Linked DNA regions of Mus musculus: regions 2 and 3 are each linked to region 1. The links are chromatin contacts, called in public ChIA-PET and promoter capture Hi-C maps. All regions are on one chromosome and are shown on one strand. The core of a region is the stretch at or near the end of the contact, and the rest is flanking DNA. Distances in the headings are between cores, read along the strand shown. Region 1 holds the start of Btbd10 (BTB (POZ) domain containing 10). Region 2 overlaps Rras2 (related RAS viral (r-ras) oncogene 2). Region 3 holds the start of Rras2 (related RAS viral (r-ras) oncogene 2).

Region 1 (4,476 bases), core at 1,538-4,037:
CGTAGTAAAATGTTAATATAGTCCCTCTTAAAGTATATATTTCAAGGTTATCAGTATATGCTTGCAACTGTGACAAGTACCAAATGAATTCTCATGTATACATATCTATGGGAAACTTTACTGGTTAGGCACAGTAACAATAATTAACAGTAAGATAGGAAAATTGTAATATACCCTAGTAAAACATTTCTGTGACTAGAGTATACATCTTAGCAACTTTAGCATGATTTTTTTCTTTCCCTATAAAGTTAGGGATGTTCACTTTTCTCACATACAAGCAGCATATTATGGCTTCTTGTTGACATAGACGAATTAGTAACAGCACTACTTTTGTACTGTGGGCCATCATTAAATAAAATAAGGGTTCTTGACCACACTGTAAAATTATCAGTCAGTCTGATAAACAAATTACTACTAAAGTAGCAGATGGATGGGAGCATATCCTAGTCAGATTCACTGGAGAAAGGGGTGGTTTACATTCCAGGCAGGGTAGTGTGAGAAACACGATTTTATCATTGAACTTGGAATAGTATGCAATTTAAAAATTATGTGCTTCTTATTTATAGATTTTTTTTTCCATTTAATGATTTCAAACCAGCAATAAACTACAAAAAAAACAAAAGTGTAGACAGACAATGAGAGACTACTTTAGAAATTATCTGTTTAATCTGTAGCCCTATATTTAAAGGGCACTAAACTATTTTATTAAGAGCTGACATTTTTTCACAGTCTTTCTAAAAATTTGTAATTCCAAACTGACATAGTTGACTTAAGCTTGTTTCTAGTTATAAAATTAATTCTGACCTATATACAGCTTCCTAAACCAAGACATAAAACATAGCTCTAAAATACTTTTATGTTAAAATACAACTGGGTTTGGCTGGGTCACATGAAGGTATCTTTGTTTTACTTGTCAATATTTCAAATATCAGGAAGTCGCACTTAAAATTCTAGAGTTCCTATATTCTTTTAAGAAGGCTGACAACTGACTGCACATTCATACAATTAATCAGACGGACTGAATACGGCTCAGAGGAGAGAAGCTCTCTAGCGCACTGACATGCTCATTATCTGCCTAGTACCTGAAGGCATGTGAAACTTACTCATTCTTATCTCTCTGAGAGACAGAGTATCTCCAGTTCAGTTGTACACTCCATGAGACCATTTAAATGTAAATGGTCACAAAGCAGACCACAGTTCTTTGTGATTTCATTTAATGTTTAAAAAAATACACAAGTCTTTGTGAAGAACAGAACAAAATTCAGACTTGTGGGAGGATAATACAGGAGGTAAAAAGCCTACCTGGAAGTTTGAATAGTGTGAAAAAATGTCTAACAAGCAAAACATCTCGCAGAACTTTCTGAACTCCGTTGCTCTGGGTCCTAACCACCCTCATGTTCCTGAAGCTTCCTTCTTACCTTTTCTCAACCCATAAGAATAAGCGCTGAGTACTAACCTCTGTGTTAGAAAAAACGATTAAGCCTAAAATCTCCAAAATTAACTGTCCTCGAAAACTATATTAACTCATCTTTACCTCCCATTTAGTAATTTTCCAAGTACTTTCTACTGCTTTCTGCTTAATATTCAGCATCAGTCCTTGGTTCAATGCCCACGGTTGAGTTCTAGATGGACTCTCCAGCGCAGAAACTTGTTCAGTCTTTACATTCACATGTCTTATTTTATCTTTCCATCCAATTTCTACAGTCTATTTCATTCAAAATTCATCCCTAAACCCCTCTCTAAAAAGTTTGGATCAAATTGGGCTGGTGGGGCAAGAGAAGAGTGGGAGGCAGGCAAGAACAGAAAGAAACCCAACTGCCAATCAATACACTGTACTGCTTCATTCAGATTGTTAGCTGAAATAAAAAGCGTGCAGACTCTTACATGGCTATAAAATAATTTCCTATACTAAATGCACAAAGTGGAAAACTTTTTTATAGCCTGGTCGTGGACTCCAAATACCAATAAGAGGCTAAGACTCAAAATTTTAAAGAGATAAAAAAAAAAAAAAAAAAAAAAAGACATGGGAACCCGGGAAAGACCGAGGTTAGGCACAGCACACTAACCCACATTGACAAACTAAGTGAAATCTCAGGTCCCCTCCAGCCCATACCCCAAAATCAGGGGTGTCAGAGGGCTTGTGACTCACAGAGAATAAATCTGAACCTTTTCTGGGCAAGTTAGAGTGGGAAACCAAGCTTTACCCTCGTTGAAACGGTTACAGAATAAAAGCACACAGCAGCACATCACAGGTGTCTCATCCTCCATCCAAAGGGCAACTCCCCCACCACCTTATCCCCAAACTGGGAGCCTTACTCACCGCCCTATTGTGATGCGCCTTCTTCGGTTTGTCGCCGCGGTGACCCAAAGATGACAGGAAAGGGGCGGGGCACTGGGTTACTCTGCCCTGGAAAGGAGGTGTGAGAAAATAGCTTTTTTTCCCCTGGGAAAAGGCCTCCAGACTCCTAACCCAAAAAGCAGCTCCCTTCCCCGCCTCTCCGGACCCGGTGCTCAAGCGGGCAGCCCCGAGCACCGCGCCCCACGCTCCTGGAGCCGCCGCCAGCCTCCCGGAGCCCGGTTCACAGCAGCTAGCCTCGCCCTCGGCTTCCACTACAAACCCAGCCGCCCGCACCCGGCCCGCTCCAACCTGCTGGCCCCTGAGACGTCCACCGAGGGTCTTGGGGAAGAGCTCCAAGAGAGAGCGACGCTCCGCTCCCTCCGCCCACTGAACCGGACCCCTCCGGTGCTAGGTGTGAGGCGGCCGCTCCACCGGCTGCGCCTACCAGAGCCGCCCCGGCAGGTTGCAGGCCGGCTCCTTAGCTGCTTCTCGCGAGACTTCGCATTAGGAAGAGGTGAGGCGAAGCGAGTTCTCGCGCGAAGGACGGAGCTCCTCCCACAGTAGGCGTGTCACCGGGGCACTGAGAGCCTGAGTAGTGTCTCCGCGGTCTCGGTTGGCAGTGCTGTCCCGTAGCTTCCCCGCGAGCGCTTCTCTGCGCGGTGAGCCAAGAGCAGTCTCAGGCCACCTCCACACCTCTGAGCACACCCTCACTCCACGCTTCCTGTCACCGTTAGGCAAAAGCCGGACGGCGTCTCCGGGCCAGTAAAAGCAGTGCCTGGGAGTCTTCTTCTAGGAGAGCGTTTCTGTCAGCAGGGCGAACGCCCGGGTCGCCTTCCTCCGCGGGGTCCGCGAGCTGGTACGGGCAGCACGAGGCGTTGGCAGGCGGTGGTCCGGAGGTCGCCGCTTCCCCGCGGCCGCCGCTTGGTTTGCAACGCTCTGCTTGGTTTGAAACCCTCTGTTGTTGGCGGGAACCGGTGCACCAGCTGACACGCCTGCGGTGGCGCCACCTCTGGGACGCGGAGAATCAGCTGAATGGGTTGAGTTTCTGGCGGGCAAAAGCTCGCCAAAGTAGCACTCCGGTGTCACCGAACCCACCGTGTGCCTGATGGGAGGCTCTAAAAGAGATGGAAAAGTGAGGAAGTCACCTCCCCGGCGCTCAAAACTCTCCCCTCCCGGGACTCAGACCCACAGAGGAACGGATAATCCTCTTTATGCTTGCTACAGAACATACTCCCCTTAGTGAGTGAGCTGTAGGAGCTGATCTGAGACAATCCTGTTGAGAACCCCTCAGTGCAGTTGCTCGCTCCTCTGGTCTTGGGATTGCGAAGGGTGGCAGAAGCTGAAAGATTGAGTTCCAGGTGTTTCTGGGCTAACGTGAGATCTCATCTCAAAAAGCAGCCCTCCACTAGGGAGTGGCATTTGAGTCCAATTTTAAAGATCAGTAGAAGTTCCCCCATTTTGAGAAGAGAGGGAAGGGCATAAACAAAACCCAATACATGTTTCAGTATTTTGGTAAGAAAACTGTTTTGTGAAAAGAACTTTGTTTAAAATCTAGTTACTGTAAGAAAAAATTCCTTGGGTCCCATATGTGATACCACGTGTTTTTCAAACCAACATTTATGCTAAGTAAATTATCATTTGAAGTGGAAAACTGGTAGCAGGCATACTTTCCTCCTGAAAATGCTTAAATATCAGAGACCAAAGGAAGACAAAGATTATTGTTACATAGTGTACACGTTTTTTTATAGCCAACATTCTACATTCTTGGAAATTGCTGAAAATCTTAAAAACATTGTAAAAAGAGCAAGCTAATGAGGCTTGAATATGAATAATGTTCAAAGAAACCTCAAGGAAACCCTCAACAATAGCAAAGTCCTCCCCAATCTTGATACAGTTTTCTGTAATTTATCTCAAATAAAGTAACTGTAGCACAAGTTGGGGGTAAAGATCAAACTGGATTCTTCATTCCCTTATGTCTAAATTGAAGCTGTCATTTTTCTAATGAAAGGTTTTGACCAGGCCATGGTGCATGCCCTTAATCCCAGCACTCAAGAGGCAGAGGCAGGCAGTTATGTGAGTATGCAGTTGCATATGTGTGCATGCTGTGGAGGCCAGAAATTGATGTTGGCATTTCCCAG
Region 2 (4,292 bases), core at 1,278-3,777, 700 kb after region 1:
AGCAGGCTTGGTGGAGCAGGAAAATGGGGAAGAGGTGACAAGAATGAATTGCCCTTCCGCATTCCAAGGGGCAGTGGCGACAACCACTTTCTCTTAAAGCCAGCCCGGTGTGAAAGTGCAGTTCCCAAACACTGCCACAGGGTGGAGTCTGGTCCACACCGGAGACTAGGGATCCAGCACTTGGGTTAAGTCTCACGGGCCTGGTGAGGAAAGGGGGCTGGATCAGAGGGACTACAGGACAGGGCAAACACAAGCCTGAGCATTTCTGAGCCCATGCCACACTCGGGAGGCTTGGCAGCTTTTAAAAGGACACAGTGAATAAGGAAGGGTATAATAATAAATTTTAAAAAAAAAAGTAAAAAATCTCTCAAAGTATCAGATATTGAAAGGCACAGGTGTGTTACATGGACAACAGAACTACTACATGTATCTGACAGATTCCACCCTAATTTTTTTTAAAAAAAAAAATGCAAACTGAGCCGGGCGTGATGGCGCATGCCTTTAATCCCAGCACTCGGGAGGCAGAGGCAAGCGGATTTCTGAGTTCGAGGCCAGCCTGGTCTACAAAGTGAGCTCCAGGACAGCCAGGGCTATACAGAGAAACCCTGTCTCGAAAAAACAAAAAAAAAAAAAAAAAAAAACAACAACAAAAAAATGCAAACTGTAAAAGCTACAGAGTTAGATTTGGGAAGACAGGGGTGGGGGTGGGGGATTCTGCAGAAGTGGGAGGGAGGGCAAGATCGGTTAATGGGAGTGAATACGATCAAAATGAGTAGCTATCACTTAGTCATTATTGTATAATTCATACATGCTAATAAAATGAAGAGAACTGCATAGTCAAATCGAGAAGCTAAGGGTTCATGCCCTCATCCTGAGCTGACCTCAGGAAACTTTCTAGGCCTCCTCCTTCTTTCTCCCTCTTCCCTGCTCCTGCCCTCTCTCAGCTACACACGTACATTAAAAAACAAACAAACAAACAAACAAAAACAAAACAAAACAAAACAAACAAAAAAAAAACCTTAAATCATCCATTCCTTCCCCCACCCAGCCAGAATGTAAGCAGGGTAAAGACAGGAACACTGCCAGAGAGGAAGGAGAAGGCCTTCCCCAGCAAATCACAGGCCAGGCAAGACCTGCAGGCAGTGCGGCTGCGCATCTGCCTTGCTTATTACTCAGTAGATTTTCTCATTTATCCTCACAAGGACCCTCCAACAGATTCCCCCCTTTTACAAACATTTTTACATCAGAGAACTGCACTACTTCTTCAAGGCCACTCAATAAACAAGCAGGAAGACTACGGTTTAAATTCAGACCCAATGCTAATAAGGTCATCAGAGCCTAAGAATTATTATTTAATAAAAATTCACTGAATACCAAATTTTCTATTGGCCTATAAAATAAGGAAGAATATTTCCAAAAATATGAGAAAAGGCAAGATTTATAAACCCACACCCCTGTCATCTTCTTGAGGTCCTGCCCAGTTCTCTTGGGAGGGGATTCTGAAACAGTCTAGATGCAAAGTCCTTAAGAGCCTACCCTGAACACTGAAATTCAGCATGGCCCTACAGACACTTTTACCCACAGAACAAGTTTTACATTTCCCTATGACAAAATAGAGCAGAACCTGAGATTTGGTAGCTGCTTGGTTTCTTGATTAGAGGATTTATAAAGGCTGGCTGCAGGCAGCAAGGCGAGACGATGCATGATTATGCAGTCAGGGGATTGAAAGTCAAGTCCAGAAGCCACGCTGGACAGATGCCTGAGCCCTTAGGCGAACTGAATAACTCTGCAAGGGCGGAAGAGGTGGCTGAGCAGGTAAGAGCACTTGCTACTCTTGCAGAGGACCAGCGTTCAGTTTGCAGCACCCACGTGGTGGTGGCTCACAACCATCTGTAACTCTTGTTCCAAGGGATCAAAAGTCTGTCCTCCTGAAGCACCAGGGACAAATGCAGCGCCCATACACACGGATAGCAAAGCGTTCAGGCCCGGAAAATACATAAATAAATCTTGCTTTTAAAAAGGATAAGGTAGGCATAACCCAAAGTCTACTTTAAATGTGGCAAGAAGGAAGATAACCTCCTAGATAAGAGGTGCAAGGACCCATTCCCTCTTCCAAGGAACAGAAGTCCACACCGTTGCCCCTGGGAATCAGGCTGCCAGTCTCGAGTGACCACCATGTCCTCTATTCTCCCCACCCAGTGTGGGACACGCTGGCTGAGTTTCCCCACCTCTGTCCCGTGTGTGTGTGTGTGTGTGTGTGTGTGTGTGTGTGTGTGTGTGTAGGCAGCGGAGAGAAGCAGAAAGAGACTGAGGGTAAATTAGCTCTGTTTGTCCTCCATGTAGGAAACCACACAGCTCGTGTGCGTCTGAACCTCAGCTTCCTTGCCTATGAGACAGAAAAAAAACAAACAAAAAACCTCACTGCCTTGGGGGGAGGGGGGGGCACGTGTACAGAGCACAACACATGACACACAGTAGGCCTATTAAATTACAGTGCATATACCCCACACTCTCACGGGAAAATGATCACATGTTCCCATGCCAGCCTCTTCCCCTGGGGCTGACGGGGCAGCTCTGTGGTAAAGCGCTTGCCTAGAGTGCACAAGGTGCAAGGTTCCAGCCATGCCCACAAAGAAGGCTCTTAACCTTCAAAAAAAAAAAATCTTACTTTCTCACCTAGGATCCTGTAAACAACCTAATGAAACTCACTGAGTCATAAAAATAAAATCTACAGGCAAATAAAGAGGGACTAGGTAGGAAGAGAAATAGAGTCAGTAGAAGGAGAGTAATGGGGCATATCTGATTATATGTGTGTGTGTGTGTGTGTGTGTGTGTGTATGTATGTATGTATGTATGTGTATATATATATGTGTATATATATAATTAGCATGTAATTAACACCTACCTGTTTACCCGTTTTCAGAGCCATGAGGTAGACTGAGTAAAACTCAGTGTCTCTCTTGTTACCTCACTTCCCCTTTTCACAAATGTGCACGTGGGACATGTATAAATAAATAACCCCGCTGGGCTTTACATGTAAACTTCTCCCTAGGCCCTTCTACAAGTTGCTCCTTGCTCCTGAACAGAATCCAAGAGAGCACACATTGTCTTCACTCTGTAACTAGTATCTTCTTCAAGTGGTTTTCAGGAACTTTCTAATTTCAACATTCAATGCACCTCTTCCGGTGTCTCGATCATATTTGCCGGCACTCACCTGGCAACCCCCCACCCAGCCCCGCCTCAGTAAAACACGGGTGGCCAAGGCAGCACTGTCCTTTATTATGCATCTCTCCTGCTCCACACCAACATTATCTCTGGCTCCTGGGTAGGAACTGAAGGAGAGCATAGAGTCAAAGACCACACCAATCAACTTTGATGTTCTTTCTCATGAATGCCTGTGGGTTTCCTGGGAGAGTCCCTAGAATGGGGTGTGTGACATAAAATTCTCAGGCTCTAGAGAAACCTACTTACAACTCTCAACCCTGAATCAAAGAGGCTTTCATGGGTCCCTCCTGGTGCAAGTCGTCATCTGTCAGTTAGCCATCAGTGCGTGGCGTCCCTGTATAGGTGGCTTTGTGTGGGCTCCACCCAGCAGTCAGGACATCCAGGCAGCTCACCTTGCAGCTTCTTCCGTTCCCTCCACTCCACCCTCTTGCACTATGGATCTGCAGATTCCCAGCCTGATCAGCGTGTGCACCCACAAGGCCAAGCTCTCAGAGGACTGCTAGAGGTCCCACCATTTGGCCTACATAAAGAGAACTTCAAAGGCAACCCAAGGGTCAGAGCCAAGATGACTCAGTGGTAAAACTCCATAGCTTCCAGCGGGTCTGATTTTGATCCTCAGTCACTCTGGTGACTCACAACTACCCCTAGGGGTATAACTCCAACAACCCCAAGGGCAGCAGTTCTCAACCTTGGGGTGGGGGGGTTCCTCCAAACCACCTTCTCACAGGGTCACCTAAGACTATAGGAAAACACTGGTATTTACATTACGATTCATTAAAAGTAACAAAATTATAGTTATGAGGTAACAACAAAAATAATTTTAGGGTTGGGGGTCAGCCACAGCATTAGGAAGGTTGAGAACCAGTACTCTAGGGGATCCGACACCCTCTTCTTGGCCTCAAGAGAGAACTGGGAGACACACACACACAAACGCACATGCACATGTGCACGCATGCACACACACAAATGCACACACACACGGAAGAAGTCTCTCGTGTACTCCCTAGAAATGGAAAGAAGGCACCTAGAACACATCGCAGCTCTCTGCAAGCTTTCTTATTAGAACC
Region 3 (4,672 bases), core at 291-2,790, 750 kb after region 1:
AATTACTACAGGAGCAGCTACTGTTCATTCACGCGATGTGAAAATTATCATTTAGGTTATGGAACTGTGCGTCTTAATAACACTATAAACACCACAGTTACATCGAAATAAAATAAGCTATTTAACTCTATCAATTCAACAAATGGGTGAAACAAAACAAACACACACACACACAAAAACATTTTGCTACCCGTCCTCTTTAATACAGTAAAAATACCTTTGTTACTTAGCAGGGTACCTGCGCTCTCTTCCCAACATATGCCACGCCTTTCAGGGTGACAAAAGCAAGGAGATCTGCATTTGCTTTTAAAAATCAAAAAGAAGAGAAAGGAAAATCACTCGGGCGTCTTAACCTAGAATAAAATCTAAAGACAAATTTCACCTTCCTTTTCTTTGCCACAACCCGACTTTCCTCCTCCAGCAAACAGAAAATAGGGGGGGGGGGGGAGAAGGGTGCAACACACAACTCATACTCGTCCCCTCCTAGCGGGGCTCACCCCAAACTTCACCTAAGCGCGAAGCAGGCAGGCACCGGGAATTCCAAGGAAATGGTCTCGCCCCTATCAAAGCACATTTTTAACTTCCTCGAAGCCATTATTTCCCTAGGGCACGATCAAACACTCCCACCCGGACGTACCACCAAACAGACTACTTGTAAGAGAAGCTCAAACACACACAAAGAGAAAACACTATTGGGAGCCGGCGGCGCGAAGCCGCCGCCAAGTAGCCCGGGCCAGCGCTGCCACCGAGGCAGGCGCGGGGTCCCCACTCCGGCCCTCAGGGCAGGAAGCCCGGCACCGCGGCGCGGCTGCAACCCGCGGGCTCCCGCCCTGACCGCAGTGATAAGGTGGAACTGCGCTTCCCACCCGGCCAGCTCCGCCCTCCGGGCCACATTCCTGAGAAGCCCGACTCCCCGGACGCCGCGCCGGGCGCCTGGCGGGCAGTAGCGCGGCGCCGTGGCCGCAGGGCAGGAGCGCAGCGCCGACTCCTCACTGTTCCTGCCCTCGCAGCCGCGCGCCCTGGCCCCGCGCAAACCGCACCCGCGCGCACCGCACGCGCCGGAGCCCCGCACCCGCGCGCCCCGGGCGGGGTCGCCGCGGCCACAGGTAGCGCCACCCCGCCGCCGCCGCCACCCCGCAGGCCGTCTCCAGGCACCTGGATGAACTGGATGGTGAGCGCCGACTTGCCCACGCCGCCACCGCCGACCACCACGAGCCGGTACTTCTCCTGGCCGGAGCCGTCGCGCCAGCCGGCCGCGGCCATCGGGACGCCCCGAGCCCAGCCCGGCCGCCGCGCGCCCTAGGCCCGGCTCCGGGGACGAGTGCGGCCGGCTGGGTTACAGGCGGTAGAGCGCGCGGGGTCCGTGAGTGGCCTGGAGGGCCGCGGAGCGCTATCCCTCGGACCGGCTGGGAGTTGCCCGAGACGCTGGAGAGCCGGGAAGGCTCCAGGGCAGAGGACGCAGCGGCCAGGGAGCGCGCTCTTCTTCGCGGATCTGCAGCGCAGCCGAACGCAGCCTTCGGCACCGCTACAAATGGCCGTCTGGGGGCCGGGCCGCTGGGCTGGGGTACTACATATGCATGAGGGGGCGGGGCTAGGCCGCGCCCGCCCAGGCGGAGACTCTGGAGCGCCCTAGGCAGCAGACCCTGCAGACCTGCCCTCAGAGCACCGGGAGGAGAAGGAAGAAACCGGGAAGATGGACGGCGGTGACAGTGATTGCATAAATCAGGGATCGTGTTCATGAAAGAAACAGCCTGTGATGGCGTGGATGAAAAATAGAACTGTTGTCATATTCACTCAACTCCATACCCTGTTTTCGGAATGCAGATGGTGACTGTATTTGTTTAAAAAAAAAAAAAGTATAAGGCAGCGATTGAAGAAAATGAGACCTGTAGCGGTACCTGAACATATGATAGTCTAGTGACAGTGAGAGAGTGGGTAGTGATTGAGCTTGCACGGGGCCACAGTGCATGTGGACAGATCTGGGGCGTAACATCTTTGTTCCTATGTCTATGTGTGAAAAAATGTGTGATAATTGTGTATGAGGGTCGTGAGAAATTTGCAGGTTGGTGACATGTTTTTTAGGAGGAGCGTGTTCCTTGCTAGCACAGCTTCTACGAACATGATCAGGCCCTTGCCCTTAGAGTCCAGAGGAGGAGGCAGCCGGGACAATAGGCACCTTGTGAGACATAATTGTAAGAACAACAGCTGCTCAGCACTGAGGTCCAAGGTGCACTTACCCCAGAGCTGGCTAGTCAGAGAAGGTTTTCCCAAAGACCCGAGGAATAATCTTGTAAACAGATGAGTGAATGGGAGAAAAGTATTCCAGGGAAAGAAAACCAAGCTGAGCCGTGTGTGGTAACCCACGCCTTTAGTTCCAGTATTCTGGAAGCTCAAAGAGTTCAAGGCCAGCCTGACCTACATAGTGAGTTCCAGGCCAGGGCTGGAAGAGTGAGACCTAGTCTGAAAAGATAGGAAGAATGAAAGAGAGAAAAGAAAACCATGATATGCAGAAGCCAGAGATGGCAAAAGGACACATTCTGTTGTGTGGTTTTGAACGTTCTCGGGGGAGTTTACAAGCTTGCAGATATAAATAGAAACTCACTGTGTGTGACTTGGATGTGGTAGGGATATCTCTATAGAGGCCACGTAAGATGGAGGCTGTGGTCTTCTCAGAGGGTACACTGGTTCAAATCCTGCCTGCTTTGCTAATGGCATAGCGATGGGAACTTAAGCTCTGTGCCTCAGCTTCCAAATAAGCTCTCAAATAAGGGCCCGAGCCAGTGGATGGCGCACCCGCAAGCCTACCGACCTGATCTTTGGGACCCACAGGCAGGGAGAAAAGCAACCCCCAACACTTGTTCTCTGCCCTCCACAGTTCCTTCACTGCCGAGCAGACATCCCACCCAAACACATATATACACAAAGAAACGCAGTGCTTAATACAGTGTGGGCTAAGCATGGTGGTTTTACAATATGCCCTCCAGTTCTTGAACACTTCGTGCCCTGAATGAAGCCAGTAGAATACAGTAGGGGAGATACAGAATGGCTTCCGAGGCCACAGCGTAAAAGACCACACAGTTTTTAACTCTCTCCTGGGAGTCAAGTGAAAATTGATTACCATGAGATGGCTGTGTATACATACCAAACAAAAGTGCCCCTGAATCCAGAAGGGAACCAGCCAGAGAGAAGGAGGAGGGTCCTGGGAGGGCAGTATAGGGGAGGGGCAAATTTGAATGAAGCGTCATAGTGCATGTGTATGGAAATGCCATAATGAAGCTTACCTATTACTTTGTATCCATCTTGTAAATTTAATTTAAAAACACAGAAATGGCTGGAGAGTTGGCTTAGGGGTTAAGAGCACTGGCTGTTCTTCCAAAGGTCATGAGTTCAATTCCCAGCAACCACATGGTAGCTCACAACCATCTGTAATGGGATCTAATGCCCTCTTCTGGTGTGTCTGAAGACAGTGACAGTGTACTCATATACACATAAAATAAATAAATAAATAAATCTTAAAAAAAAAACACTGAAAAATATGAAGTATGGTGGTACATGCCTTTAATCCCAGCATTCAGGAAGCAGAGGTGGGTAGGTGAGTCTCTGTGAATTTAAGGCCGGCCTGCTCCACATCTTGAGTTCTAGGACAGCTAGGTCTGCATAGTGAGACCCTGTCACAAAAAATAAAAAGAGGTAGGGGTCAGAGATCAGAGGTTAAGAACAGTTGCTGCGATCTTGGTCCGAGACCCGCCGAACTTAGGAAATTAGTCTGAACAGGTGAGAGGGTGCGCCAGAGAACCTGACAGCTTCTGGAACAGGCAGAAGCACAGAGGCGCTGAGGCAGCACCCTGTGTGGGCCGGGGACAGCCGGCCACCTTCCGGACCGGAGGACAGGTGCCCACCCGGCTGGGGAGGCGGCCTAAGCCACAGCAGCAGCGGTCGCCATCTTGGTCCCGGGACTCCAAGGAACTTAGGAATTTAGTCTGCTTAAGTGAGAGTCTGTACCACCTGGGAACTGCCAAAGCAACACAGTGTCTGAGAAAGGTCCTGTTTTGGGCCTTCTTCTTCGGCCAGGAGGAGGTCCAAATACAAGATATCTGCGCACCTTCCCTGTAAGAGAGCTTGCCAGCAGAGAGTGCTCTGAGCACTGAAACTCAGAGGAGAGAATCTGTCTCCCAGGTCTGCTGATAGACGGTAACAGAATCACCAGAAGAACAATCTCTAAACAGAGTCAACTATAACTACTAACTCCAGAGATTACCAGATGGCGAAAGGTAAACGGAGGAATCTTACTAACAGGAACCAAGACCACTCACCATCACCAGAACCCAGCACACCCACTTCGCCCAGTCCAGGGAACCCCAACACACCTGAGAACCTAGACCTAGATTTAAAAGCATATCTCATGATGATGGTAGAGGACATCAAGAAGGACTTTAATAAATCACTTAAAGAAATACAGGAGAACACTGCTAAAGAGTTACAAGTCCTTAAAGAAAAACAGGAAAACACAATCAAACAGGTAGAAGTCCTTACAGAAAAAGAGGAAAAAACATACAAACAGGTGATGGAAATGAACAAAACCATACTAGACCTAAAAAGGGAAGTAGACACAATAAAGAAAACTCAAAGCGAGGCAACACTAGAGATAGAAACCCTAGGAAAGAAATCTGGA

The links. Promoter capture Hi-C pulls out the DNA fragments that hold promoters and counts their contacts. ChIA-PET counts read pairs in DNA pulled down with a chosen protein or histone mark.
Region 2: an RNA polymerase II ChIA-PET map of memory CD8 T cells shows a contact between it and region 1, with 50 read pairs. The contact joins the enhancer-like site here to the promoter of Btbd10 in region 1. A contact is called at or near these places in 4 of 39 promoter capture datasets (the 3T3-L1 cell line, embryonic stem cells, liver and 1 more), 4 of 115 datasets of contacts at active chromatin or transcription factors (T-cell acute lymphoblastic leukemia, embryonic stem cells, large pre-B cells and 1 more) and 1 of 9 other capture datasets (macrophages).
Region 3: a promoter capture Hi-C map of embryonic stem cells shows a contact between it and region 1, with 2.8 times the contacts expected there. The contact joins the promoter of Rras2 here to the promoter of Btbd10 in region 1. A contact is called at or near these places in 7 of 39 promoter capture datasets (the 3T3-L1 cell line, the C10 cell line, embryonic stem cells and 3 more), 5 of 484 Hi-C or Micro-C datasets (B cells, embryonic stem cells and palatal mesenchyme), 3 of 115 datasets of contacts at active chromatin or transcription factors (astrocytes, embryonic forebrain and forebrain) and 1 of 9 other capture datasets (liver).

Annotation. Positions count from the first base shown.
Region 1 is chr7:113,366,552-113,371,027 of GRCm38.p6, forward strand. Btbd10 (BTB (POZ) domain containing 10) reads right to left here and starts at 2,788. Exons shown (of 11, transcript NM_133700.2): 1 at 2,648-2,788; 2 at 2,321-2,407.
Region 2 is chr7:114,066,859-114,071,150 of GRCm38.p6, forward strand. All of the region lies in intron 1 of Rras2 (related RAS viral (r-ras) oncogene 2), which reads right to left. Among named protein-coding and RNA genes, the nearest start is that of Gm51454, 32 kb to the left of the region's middle. Within about 2 kb of position 2,528, at least 89 of the 459 cell types and tissues checked have an H3K27ac peak or open chromatin away from gene starts, as enhancers often do. A contact at or near this core is called in T-cell acute lymphoblastic leukemia and memory CD8 T cells, where this site is marked.
Region 3 is chr7:114,116,241-114,120,912 of GRCm38.p6, forward strand. Rras2 (related RAS viral (r-ras) oncogene 2) reads right to left here and starts at 1,541. Exons shown (of 6, transcript NM_025846.2): 1 at 1,156-1,541. The coding sequence starts at 1,263.